2 separate regions of the Macaca mulatta genome follow, and region 2 is linked to region 1. The links are chromatin contacts, called in public Hi-C maps. All regions are on one chromosome and are shown on one strand. The core of a region is the stretch at or near the end of the contact, and the rest is flanking DNA. Distances in the headings are between cores, read along the strand shown.

Region 1 (5,533 bases), core at 1,560-4,059:
TTTCTCTAGTGGCTAAACAAGCACTGGCCTCCAGATAAGCAATATTGAAATAATTGCAGTTCATCCACCACCAGATGCTAACTGATTCCCCTGTTCCACAGGCTTTGATAGGACAAGAGAATGATTTCAAAAATTTTTCTTTTGATAAGATCACCAACCATGGACTTGTTCTAACAGGTTTACAAAGCCTGTGTACTTAAGTACCTTTGCTTCCCTCCTTCAACTTTTGACATACAGGGCCTAATTGTAATGCATTTAAATGTTAAGTCAGTTCCCCAAAATGAACATGGAATGTATGTAATATGCATGTTTATTCAGTACACGTGAGCACATCTCCCTTTGTGAATATTCATAGCCCCTCCTATAACCTGTTGTAATGTGTATACATAGCCCACTCATCCATCATAAATCCCTGCCCCAACCCCTCCTCTTCCAAAGTGCGGGCCTTTCTGCTTTGCCTGAGACTATGCTTCCCAGCCTGTCAGGATGGCCACTTTGCAGGCTGCAACCCTTTTTAAGAAACAGTCTAGGGCCGGGCGCGGTGGCTCAAGCCTGTAATCCCAGCACTTTGGGAGGCCGAGACGGGCGGATCACAAGGTCAGGAGATCGAGACCATCCTGGCTAACACGGTGAAACCCCGTCTCTACTAAAAAATACAAAAACCTAGCCGGGCGAGGTGGCAGGCGTCTGTAGTCCCAGCTACTCGGGAGGCTGAGGCAGGAGAATGGCGTGAACCCGGGAGGCGGAGCTTGCAGTGAGCTGAGATCCGGCCACTGCACTCCAGTCTGGGCGACAAAGCGAGACTCTGTCTCAACAAAAAAAAAAAAAAAAAAAAAAAAAGAAACAGTCTCTCAAAATTTGCAGATCTCATGATTTTTCAGTTGACACTACTTTACCATGTGGACTAATGAAATCTTGTGGCTAGTAAAGAAAACACTTTTCCCCAGTTTTTAAACTTCAAAGTGTGCACACAAATCATCTGTTAGGGCAGGGGATCTTTTTTTAAATGCAGATTCTGATTCAGTTGGTCAGGCTGTCGCTCTAACAAACCGCCAGGTGATGCTAAAGCATCCCATCTGCGGAGCACACCTCAAGTAGCAACGGTCTTTAATACAATGACTCTCACTCGAGGAGGGGCACACCTGTTTCCTCTCCCTTTTACCAGTCACAGCTTCCTCTACTTTCACGACCGCACGCAGACATTTTCTGTAGATCTCCTTCCCATTTTCTACCAATTCTTCTCCAGTTAGCTCAGGAAAAATAAATAAATAAATAAATAAATAAATCTCACTCTCTCTGCACCTGTGTCAAATTAGTCTTGACTCAAAAATTGAAGATAGTTTGTTTTCGCGAGGCTTCCATGTTTGAGATGATGATACATAATTACGGCTGCAGAGCTTTTCTCTCCCTCTCCTTCAACAAAGCAGAAGTGCCCAGACTTTGGGGTTAAATTTTTGGGTTCCTAATCCATCTCTGACAATTCCTTTCTCTGGAACCTTGGACGAGCTACCTAACCCCTCTGAGCCTCAGTATCTTCAACTATGAAACAGGGCCAACAGTAGCACCTACCTTAGAGGAATGTCAAATTCTCCTACAGGCTATATTAACCACTCTTCTTGATATCAACTTACTTTTTTACCGAAGTTATTTTTCAAAGGAATTTTTATGTCATCGTAAACAAAAAGTCAGTATCACTTGCCATGGTTAGCTGACCCATTAAAAACAAATGCCATGAAATCAAACGGAGTTACTAAATCCCCACTAGAGATACCTCTGCTTACTGGAGGCGGAACTATCTAGCTAGGGACATAGTCAAGACTTTCTCCTTGTCAGTCATCCACACAGACGACTGCGATTAAACGAGCTAATAATCTGCAAGGCGTTTACAGCAGGGCGCCGTACGCGCTGCTCCCAACTCTAGGCCATTGTCATGAAAGGATCAACACCAGTTCATGCCCACATTTTGGGGCTGGGAGTAGGAGGCCGAGATTCACCCGCCTGGCCCGGGAACGCCGGTCAGCGGAGCCTGGGGAACTTGGGGGGTCACGTACTGGACTCTGGACTTCTCTTCCCAGGGCGCCGGTGGGTTCTCACACGCTCGCCGCACCGCCGCGATCTCAGCTTGCAAGACGCGCTCCTCTGCCAGCTCTGCGTCCATGGCGCGTTGCTCACCCGAGCCTGACAGGCAGCGCCGCTGTCACTCCGACCTGAGCGCTTCACCGGCGCTTCAAGCCTCGCGCGCGCTCCCGGCGCGGACCATCCCGGAGCTCACGCGGAGGGGAGGCGGGAGAGCCCCGCGTGACCCCTGCGGCCCTGTCCGTCCAACTACACGCTCGCCCCAGAGCCTGGGTCCTCGACTTCCCTACACACGTTTCCCTGGCTGTCTAATCAGTGCCTATACTTTCTCGGGAGAGCGTGTTCTTTGCTACTCCAAGCCCAAGTGCTCCGCTGCTCACCCCAGCCGGCAGCCTTGGAGCCGCCCGGCCGCGTGCGTCACTGAAGAGGCAGGGCTGGGATCACGTGGAGGGGAGTGCCTCTTTATTTTTTTTCCCCCTACTTCCTCACTTAGGCCGACCTAGTCCAGGAATTGGTACACACAGCGATAGTGTTCAATAGAAACTAGGGGATTTTGGTTTGGGCTTTTTTGCGGTCGTTGAGGGGGAGGTGACGGAGGCGTCAGGGAAGGTGGGAGGACGGGAAAGGAAATTAAAAGCTCTTGGGAACTGAATTGTGGTAACGGAACCTTAGGAGGCTGGGTTGGAAATCGAGTAGGAAGGAAGAGAGGATGGTCCGTTGGGACATGTGACCAGAAGTTAGGGGCTGCAGCGGCGCTGGCGTTAGGTGAACGACGTGGTGAGGAGTGGGTTTCAAGCATGAGAAGTCACAGGGCCGTTTCCTAGCCTCTCTCTTCACTTCTCTGGGAATTCTCGGAGAAAGAAGGCTGCGGTGGGTAGGCTGGGGGCGGAGACTGTCAGGAAGAGGTAGGCCGGAGCTCTGCCCAGAATATGTGCCATGTGGGGACGCTGGTTGGGAGTCTGGTTTGGAAAGAGTCTCAGCTGTTGGGGAAGGGCAGGGCGAGAGCTGAGCGCCTGCCGGGTGCTAAACGAAATGAGAGATATGATGGGCCCTAGTACCTCTGGAAAAGTTTTCCTGAGTCTCCTGTGATCCAGCAACCTTCATAGTATAGTGTTAAGAATTCCAAGTTCTGAAGTTAGACCTGCATTATAATCCTGGATTCACTAATTTTCGGTATGGCATTGGGAAAGTGACTTAACCTCTTCTGTTCTTCTGAAAAGTGGGAAACGTGCAAACTACTTTGTACAATGCAGGCACGTAGCAAAAACACAAGTCTGTATTCGCTATATCACTTGATCTTTGTGACTGAACCCCACTTTGCAGCACTTTTATTGTGACATAATATTGTGCCATTTGTTTAATTCTTTTGTGACTATGAGGAGCTCCAGGAGCTCCTAGCCTCTGTATTCACTTCTTTGGGTCTTCCCGGAGAAAGAAGGCTGGAGTGAGTAGGTTGGGGGCGAAGACTATTAGGAAGAGATAGACTAGCTCTTTTTATCTTTTAGTGCATTACCTGCTACATCCTGTTTCTATCAGCCTTTGTTACAGACAGTAAATGAATGTATGAATGAATCAAGGAAAAACATCTAAAAACGTGAATACGTAACATTAAGAGGGATAGAGTAATATTATGGCCATTTGGAGGAAAAAAACCTCTGGACCTGTATCTATATAGGTATAGGGTTGCTGTTCCAAAGTACATTCATGAAAAATGTGGATGTAGGGCTTCGGCAAAACCTCCAAGACTAAAATTTGGAAGCAATACAATCGGAAGTGAAATACAGATCCAGGAGACGGATTTGATACAGACGGTTCAGAGGAAGTAGTTGTTTTGTTAGATTTTAGAAGAACTAAGGGAAAGGACTCTTCTCTGTATACAGAAAATTACTTTTCCCACTAGAACACACCAAGTATATGACCAGCCTTCATGAAAGTGAACAGAGAGACGAAGCGCCTTTATGTGGGTGGCCTTAGCCAGAACATTTCTGAGGCAGACCTACAAAATCAGTTCAGCAGATTTGGAGAAGTTTCGGATGTGGAGATCATCACACGGAAAGATGACCAAGGTAAATTTATGGTCCTTCACTGGGTAGTTATAGGCAGACATAACTCAGGTTAAGTACTAGAAAATAAAACGACCCCAAGATAAATGTTAGCTCTGAACACCAAAAGTTTTCAGTGATGTTTTGGAGATACAATGTGTGATGTGGAACTTGACCAGAATTCATTTCTGAAATAAGAAAAAATTCTAAATTCTAAACATCTGATTTCAGAAACATATTAACTTCCAGTTTTGAGAGCTAGAATTTTCTAACATTGATTAAGTGTCCCATTAAGTAGACTATCACTAGCATACAATCAAAATGTTTCCTTAACTGACTACTGTACATTTTCTTCTTATTTTTTGGAATATTTTGATAATCATGCTTATTTTTATGGCCAATAAATAAAAAACCAGGTTTATGCTTGAAAGAATAAGTTTTCAAGAACTAACTTTTTTTTTTAATTTAGAAACAACCATTTTTACATTGCTCTCTGGATAAAAATTTAAATAAATTGTGTTTTGGTTTTTGGTTTTTTTTTTTTTTAGGAAACCCACAGAAAGTCTTTGCATATATCAACATCAGTGTAGCAGAAGCAGACCTGAAAAAATGTAAGATCATCATAAATTTTCTATACTATTTGCCAGTTTGTATCACTCTGTAACTTGGAATACCTTTGGTTCTAAGCCTAAACCTCCACAGCCGTTTTTACGTTATCTAGAGGGACAGCAGTTGATCAAGAGAATTCCAGTATCGTTTGACTCAGCAGGTTTAGGTCCATTGCATTTGGCATCAGCGGACATGGTAGCACTTGCTAGTAAGTTTACTTAAAACTGCTATTCTCAAATATTTTGGACAAGGAATCAAACTTTCATAGAAACTGCCTGTTACATATATCCCACTGAATATCATGCCACATTCCCCTTCAGTCTGATCATTTCTTTTGGAGCTAATCCTTGTCACTAAACACTCTTAAGGAGGGAGCTTTACAATACACCCTTGTAAGACCATATCCTTGAAATTGTGAAATCTCTTGTTGGTAAGTTTAGTAAAGTCAAGGGAAAACAGTGGCCTTCAATGAAGAACGGGAGATAATCCATACTGCCACTGACACAGTAGCATATTCTAGTTATTTGGAGGCCAAAAAGTGAAAAAAGACACAGAAAGTAAGTAAAGGGAACATGCTAATAGAGGAAGAGGGCAATCAGTCTTTCGTAATTTCATTTGCAAAAAGATTGCTTTATTCTATTTTTCAGTGAGGAATATATGTGACAAATGTGAAGTTGTGGTTAAGAATACATAACTAGGCTTTGTGACCTGTGGCAGTTATTTAAACTTCTCAGCCCCAGTTTGCTTATGTGATGAATGACAGAAGATAGTGCTTGCCTCATAATATTTCTGTGATAATTAAATTA
Region 2 (5,533 bases), core at 2,216-4,715, 340 kb before region 1:
TGCTGGGATTACAGGCGTGAGCCACTGTGCCCGGCCCTGGATAGCTTTTCAATATGGTTGGAAGACATTTTCATTTTACTTTTCTGTTCTCTTCTCCATCCTTTCTTCTTCCCTCCCTTCCTCTATCTTTCCTTTTTAACACAAAAGGAGAAAGCACTAACAGTGCTGGCAGTCTATATCGGACTTAGATGGAAGAGCATAACACATCTAATTAAATTGCTCCCTCTCTTGGCTCAGACTGCCATGACAAAATACCATAGGCTGTGTGGCTTAAACCACAGACATTTGTTTCTCATGATTCTTTTCCAGCCTTTTCTTCCAGCCTCCTGAGATGGGAACCCTCTCCTCTGCATTCCCACTGTTCATCCCCATATTGTGTTTTTTTTTTTTTTCTTTTTTTTTTTTTGAGACGGAGTCTTGCAGTCACCCAGGCTGGAGTGCAGTGGCAGGATCTCAGCTCACTGCAGCCCCACCTCCCAGATTGATGCAATTCTCCTGCTTCAGCCTCCCGAGTAGCTGGGATTACAGGCACATGCCACCACACCCAACTAATTTTTGTATTTTTAGTAGAGACAGGGTTTCACCATGTTGGCCAGGTCTTGAACTCCTGGCCTCAGGTGATCCAGCCACCTTGGTCTCCCAAAGTGCTGGGATTACAGGTGGGAGCCATCACACCCGGCCCCCCACATTTCTTTCAAAGCACCCGAGTTGAGGAGGGGAAATGGCATGGTCTGCCCAGGTGCTATTACCTGTGAATTTAAAAAGAATGATAAAACCAAATTTGAATTTAAAAAAACCTCTTTTTGAGAAGGGTCTGGCTCTGTCAACCAGGCTGGAGTGCAGTGATGTGCTCTCAGCTCACTGCAACCTCCACTTTCTGGGCTCAAACGATCCTCCAACCTCAGTCTCCTGAGTAACTGCAACTACAGGTGTGTAACACCATGCCCCGATAAATTTGTGTTATTTTTTGTAGAGATGGGTTTCACCATGTTGGCCAGGCTGGTCTTGGACTCCTGAACTCAAAGTGATCCCCTCACCTAGGCCTCCCGAAGTGTTGCGATTACAGCCGTGAGCCACCGTCCCCAGCATGAATCTGCTTTTTAATCACCATATAATGTCAATTTTAAAGTATCAGGGATATAATACACCTCCATGGGGCGGGGGGAATCAAGATACAGAACATTTCCAGCACCTTAGAGGTTTCAAGGAAATAATTTAATGCTTAATATATTATTTAATCTCACCCCAACTCTCCTTTTGCAGGCTGCTGAGAAACTCAATTGCAGTCATGTTTAAGCTCCCGTGGCCTTGTAGGGGTGTGGGAAGGACTGAATTTTGTGAGTCCTAAGGTCCTCTCTCTCAGGGATTACTTACCTCAAGGAGAGGCTGTTTCTGCCACCATTTCTCAACCATCCCTGTGGAGGGTCCTGAGCAATCTCCCACCCAGCTTCCCCCCGCCAACCCCCTCCTTTTTTCTTTTTGAGACGGAGTCTCACTCTGTTGCCCTGGCTGGAGTGCAGTGGCACAATCTGGGCTCACTGCAACCTCCACCTCCCGGGTTCAAGCGATTCTTCTGCCTCAGCCTCCCGAATAGGTGGGACTACAGGCGTGTGCCACCACACCCAGCTAATTTTTGTATTTTTAGTAGAGATGGGGTTTCATCATATTGGCCAGGCTGGTTTCAAACTCCTGACCTTGTGATCCACCCGCCTTGGCCTCCCAAAGTGCTGGGATTACAGGCGTGAGCCACCGCGCCTGGCCTCCCCCACTTTTTTTTTTTTTGAGACAGGATCTCACTTTGTCACCCAGGCTAAAGTGCAGTGGCTTCATCAGGGCTCACTGCAGCCTCAACCTCCCCGGCGCAAGCGATCCTCCCGCCTCAGCCCTGCAAGTAGCTGGGGCTACAGGCACACATACCACACCCAGCTAATTTTTTGTAGAGATGGGGTTTCACCATGTGGCCCAGGCTGGTTTGGAATTCCTAAGCTCAAGCGATCCACCCACCTCAGCCTCCCAGAATGCTGGGATTACAGGCGTGAGTCACCATGCCCGGCCCCAGCCTCCCTTTTGAGGCCTAAAATGGGGGAAAGAGATGCTCAAAGCCTTCAGCTCATTTTCCTGAGTCACTGGCCTGATTTCACTACAATTCCCAAGGCCTGGCAAGGTGCCCAGCCGTTCTCAAAGTTGGGTCTGCAGGTCCTCTCTTTTTGAACTACATAACTGTAGATGTTCTTTACAATGTATATGTCAACCAATGCAATATATTGCAGCAGACCGAATGCTGAAGCACATGTGACAACCTATTAGATCAGATTTTAAAAAGATTCACAAAAGTGTAAAACAGTACCACTCCTTTATTTTGGTGGTGGGCGGGGAATGTAATGTTTATTTTATTTTTTTTTTTGAGACGGAGTCTCACTCTGTTGCCCAGGCTGGAGTGCAGTGGTGCCACGTTGGCTTACCGCAACCTCCGCTTCCTGGGTTCAAGTGATTCTCTTGCCTCAGCCTCCTGAGTAGCTGGGATTACAGGCGTGCGCCAACACACCCGGCTAATTTTTGTATTTTTAGTAGAGGCAGGGTTTCACCATGTTGGCTAGGCTGGTCTCGAACTCCTGACCTCAAGTGATCCGCCCGCCTCGGCCTCCCAAAGTGCTGGGATTACAGGCGTGAGCTACCGCGCCCGGCTGTTTACTTTTAAACGAAACAAACAACAAACTTTAAAGCATTTTAACTTACAATGTGGTAACATTGATAGCTGTAACCCCCATAAGCAAAAGCTTGGGGGCTTCATGTTTATGAGTATAAAATGGTCCTGAGACTAAGAGTTTGGGAAACGCGGTAGCTTTATGAAGCGGTGCCATTCTTGCCGCCGCATCAGTGAATTTAGGAGCAGGACGGTCGTCGGTCCTCTGCCTCACCGCCAAGCAGGAGCCTCGCGCTCCAACTGCGTCCCTCGAAGTCTTCGGGCAAAAGCGGGGCTGGGGAGTCCAGTCGTGTCGCCAAGCCACGTTTCCTCGCGTGGAATGTTGGACAATGTTGTCTACCTCGCAGGACCATCGAAATGACTGCGTTGGGTATCCCCGTGACATGTACGATGAGTTAACACCCTATTCTACAGAAGAAAAAGCTGAGACTCAGAGACCCCAAGAGCTTTGCTGGGGTCCCGCGACTAAGCGGTCCCGAGACCCAGACAACCAGGCCACCCGGGCAGAGCCGGTCACTACCGGGCGCCGAAAAGCCGCCGGCTTCTCCCGCCAGCTACACATCCGGCGCCGAGGCCGGAAGCTTCTCTTCCGGTTCCCAAGACCGCGTTCCGGAAATGAGTCACTCTGCCAGTACCTAAAATGGCCGCCGGCCCATCCACCGTCGCGATCAATGTAAGGAAAGTGGTCACGAACCCGGAAGTTGCCCGACTCCGTCATGGCAGGCGCCGGGGGCGTGGCTTCCGGCGGCCGCAGCTTGCTAGTAGCCGCCGCAGGGTCGAGCGGGGGCGGCAGCTGACAGGCGCTCCTCCCCCGACGGCAGTGGCTGGTGCCCAGCGAGGCGGGCGGCCCCCAGCTCGCGTCCCCGCGTCCCAGCCCGCGAGGCGCCAGGGCTGCGCCTGGGCATGGAAGAGGGGAAGATGGACGAGAATGAATGGGGGTACCACGGAGAAGGCAATAAGAGCCTGGTGGTGGCCCACGCGCAGGTGAGCGGCGGACGTGCGGCGCAGGTCCGGTACCTCACTCCGACGGCCGGTATCATCCCGCCCCCAGTATCCGTTTCCCCAGCATGGTCGGTTCGACGTCCTCCTGGTACCTTCCTCCTCCCCGGCCGGTCTCCGGAATTCCCCCCTACCCCGTAGGTTCCTCATCACCCAATATCTCCTCTCTACTGGGTCAGTCTCCTATTCCCCCAGATCCCTCTCCTGGCCGGTCTCTCGTTCCCTCAGTATTCCCGTTCCCCGTCAGAGTCAGTTCCACGGCCCCCTCCACGCCCCGTCGGTGCCGCTCTCAGCCTCACGCGGTGCCGCCTCCCGCCTGGATGCCCGCCGGACTGCCAGGCCGCAGTGGGGCGGAGGCTTAGCTGGGACAGAGGGCCCCGCCAGCACTGGAGGAAGAAGCAGAGTGCCCACAGTGCTGTTACTCTCAGCACCAAAAGAGTTCGGCCTCGTGAGACTACGGAATTGCTGTGCTGTTAATAGTAAGGGGATGTTACCCACAGGTCCCTTCTCAACCTTTTAGAATTTGAAGGGTTTCACCTGAATTCAATGAGGGTGAGTTTTAGAAACTGCAGTAAGATCTCGCAAAGGTGAATCCAAGAGTGAAGGATGTGGGTCTGTGTGAGGGCCCAGATCTCTTTGACCTTTTGCTGTCTGGTACAAGCACGCAGGAATGTGGCCGGCTGGAAGGGGGGAGGGGTGTGAGGGAGGCGAGGATAGGTGTCCTGTAGGGAGGAGTTAGAGCATGGGTGTTAAAGGCACAGGAATCTCAGTTCTACCACTGCCTGGTGGAGGCTCAGTGTTGACATTTGTGAAGTGGAACTACTAATAGAATTCACTTTGTGGGATTGTTGGAAAGATCAGTTATGCAGGAACCCATCAAGTTATGCTTAGCAAGTGATAATTATCATCCCCTTGGACAGATAGATAAAGTGAAAATAAGAGAGGCTGACGGCACTACCCCAGTCCAACAGCTTGTCAGGGATGCTGTAGGCAGTGGAGTCCTGCCTTGCTTCTGTTGTTCCTATGCTGGATGCATTGGTCAGCTGTAGTGTAAGCTGCAAACACCCAGGTAGTCCCCAGGTTGTGCCTTTGGATTTTGTTGCTCTTTAGCACAGGGAACTAAAGAGCAGAGACTATAAGCTTTGCTCAAGATCTTTAGGTGAATTAATAATGGACCAGGCTAACCTGAAGCTGTCGTTCTCTTGTGTAGTCAGCTGTTGGGGAAAGTGAGGGATATTTCCGCTTGAGTCCTGATGTTGGATTACTGTGCCGATCCCCTGAATCCTTTCCCAAAACAAATACTAATCTTCCAATTCCTTGGTAAGATTAGATGTATCTCTGCATTTTAGGTAAACCTAAGGCTTTCTTTAGTGAGGGCTGATATATTAAGTTTCAAAAGTAGTGGCAGATGAAGCAGCAAGTTTCAGGCTTGGAGCAAAAGGACACCCATGTTGAAAGAGCAGAGGCTTTGACACAGTTGCCTCTGGCACTGGGATCCCTCTGCATGTTCCCGACAAGTGCGTGTACACCCTCTTCCCTGAGTCCACCCCCTTTCCTGAGCAGGCATCTCCAGGGCAGCCTGGCCCTACCCTGTTGCACAGCTCTGATTGTAATGCTTGTTTATTTTTATTTATTTATCTATTTAGAAATGGAGTCTCATTCTGTTGCCCAGGCTGGAGTGCAATGGCGCGATCTCGGCTCACTGCAACCTCTGCCTCCTGGGTTCAAGCAATTTTCCTGCCTCAGCCTCCTGAGTAGCTGGGATCACAGGCTTGCGCCACCATGTCCAGCTAATTTTTGTATTTTTAGTAAAGATGAGGTTTCACCATG

Evidence for each region. A called contact is a pair of places that touch in the nucleus more often than the background predicts.
Region 2: a contact with region 1 is called in a Hi-C map of fetal cortex germinal zone, with 2.6 times the contacts expected there. The contact joins the promoter of IPPK here to the promoter of NOL8 in region 1. A contact is called at or near these places in 2 of 14 Hi-C or Micro-C datasets (blood and fetal cortex germinal zone).

Annotation. Positions count from the first base shown.
Region 1 is chr15:123,040,078-123,045,610 of T2T-MMU8v2.0, reverse strand. It overlaps NOL8 (nucleolar protein 8), which reads left to right and starts at 2,809. Exons shown (of 17, transcript XM_077966334.1): 1 at 2,809-2,853; 2 at 3,957-4,142; 3 at 4,667-4,729. The coding sequence starts at 4,004. It overlaps CENPP (centromere protein P), which reads right to left and starts at 2,236. Exons shown (of 8, transcript NM_001194801.2): 1 at 2,052-2,236. The coding sequence starts at 2,158.
Region 2 is chr15:123,377,346-123,382,878 of T2T-MMU8v2.0, reverse strand. IPPK (inositol-pentakisphosphate 2-kinase) reads left to right here and starts at 3,465. Exons shown (of 13, transcript XM_077966343.1): 1 at 3,465-3,688. The coding sequence starts at 3,608. The region is part of intron 1 of SUSD3 (sushi domain containing 3); the gene reads right to left.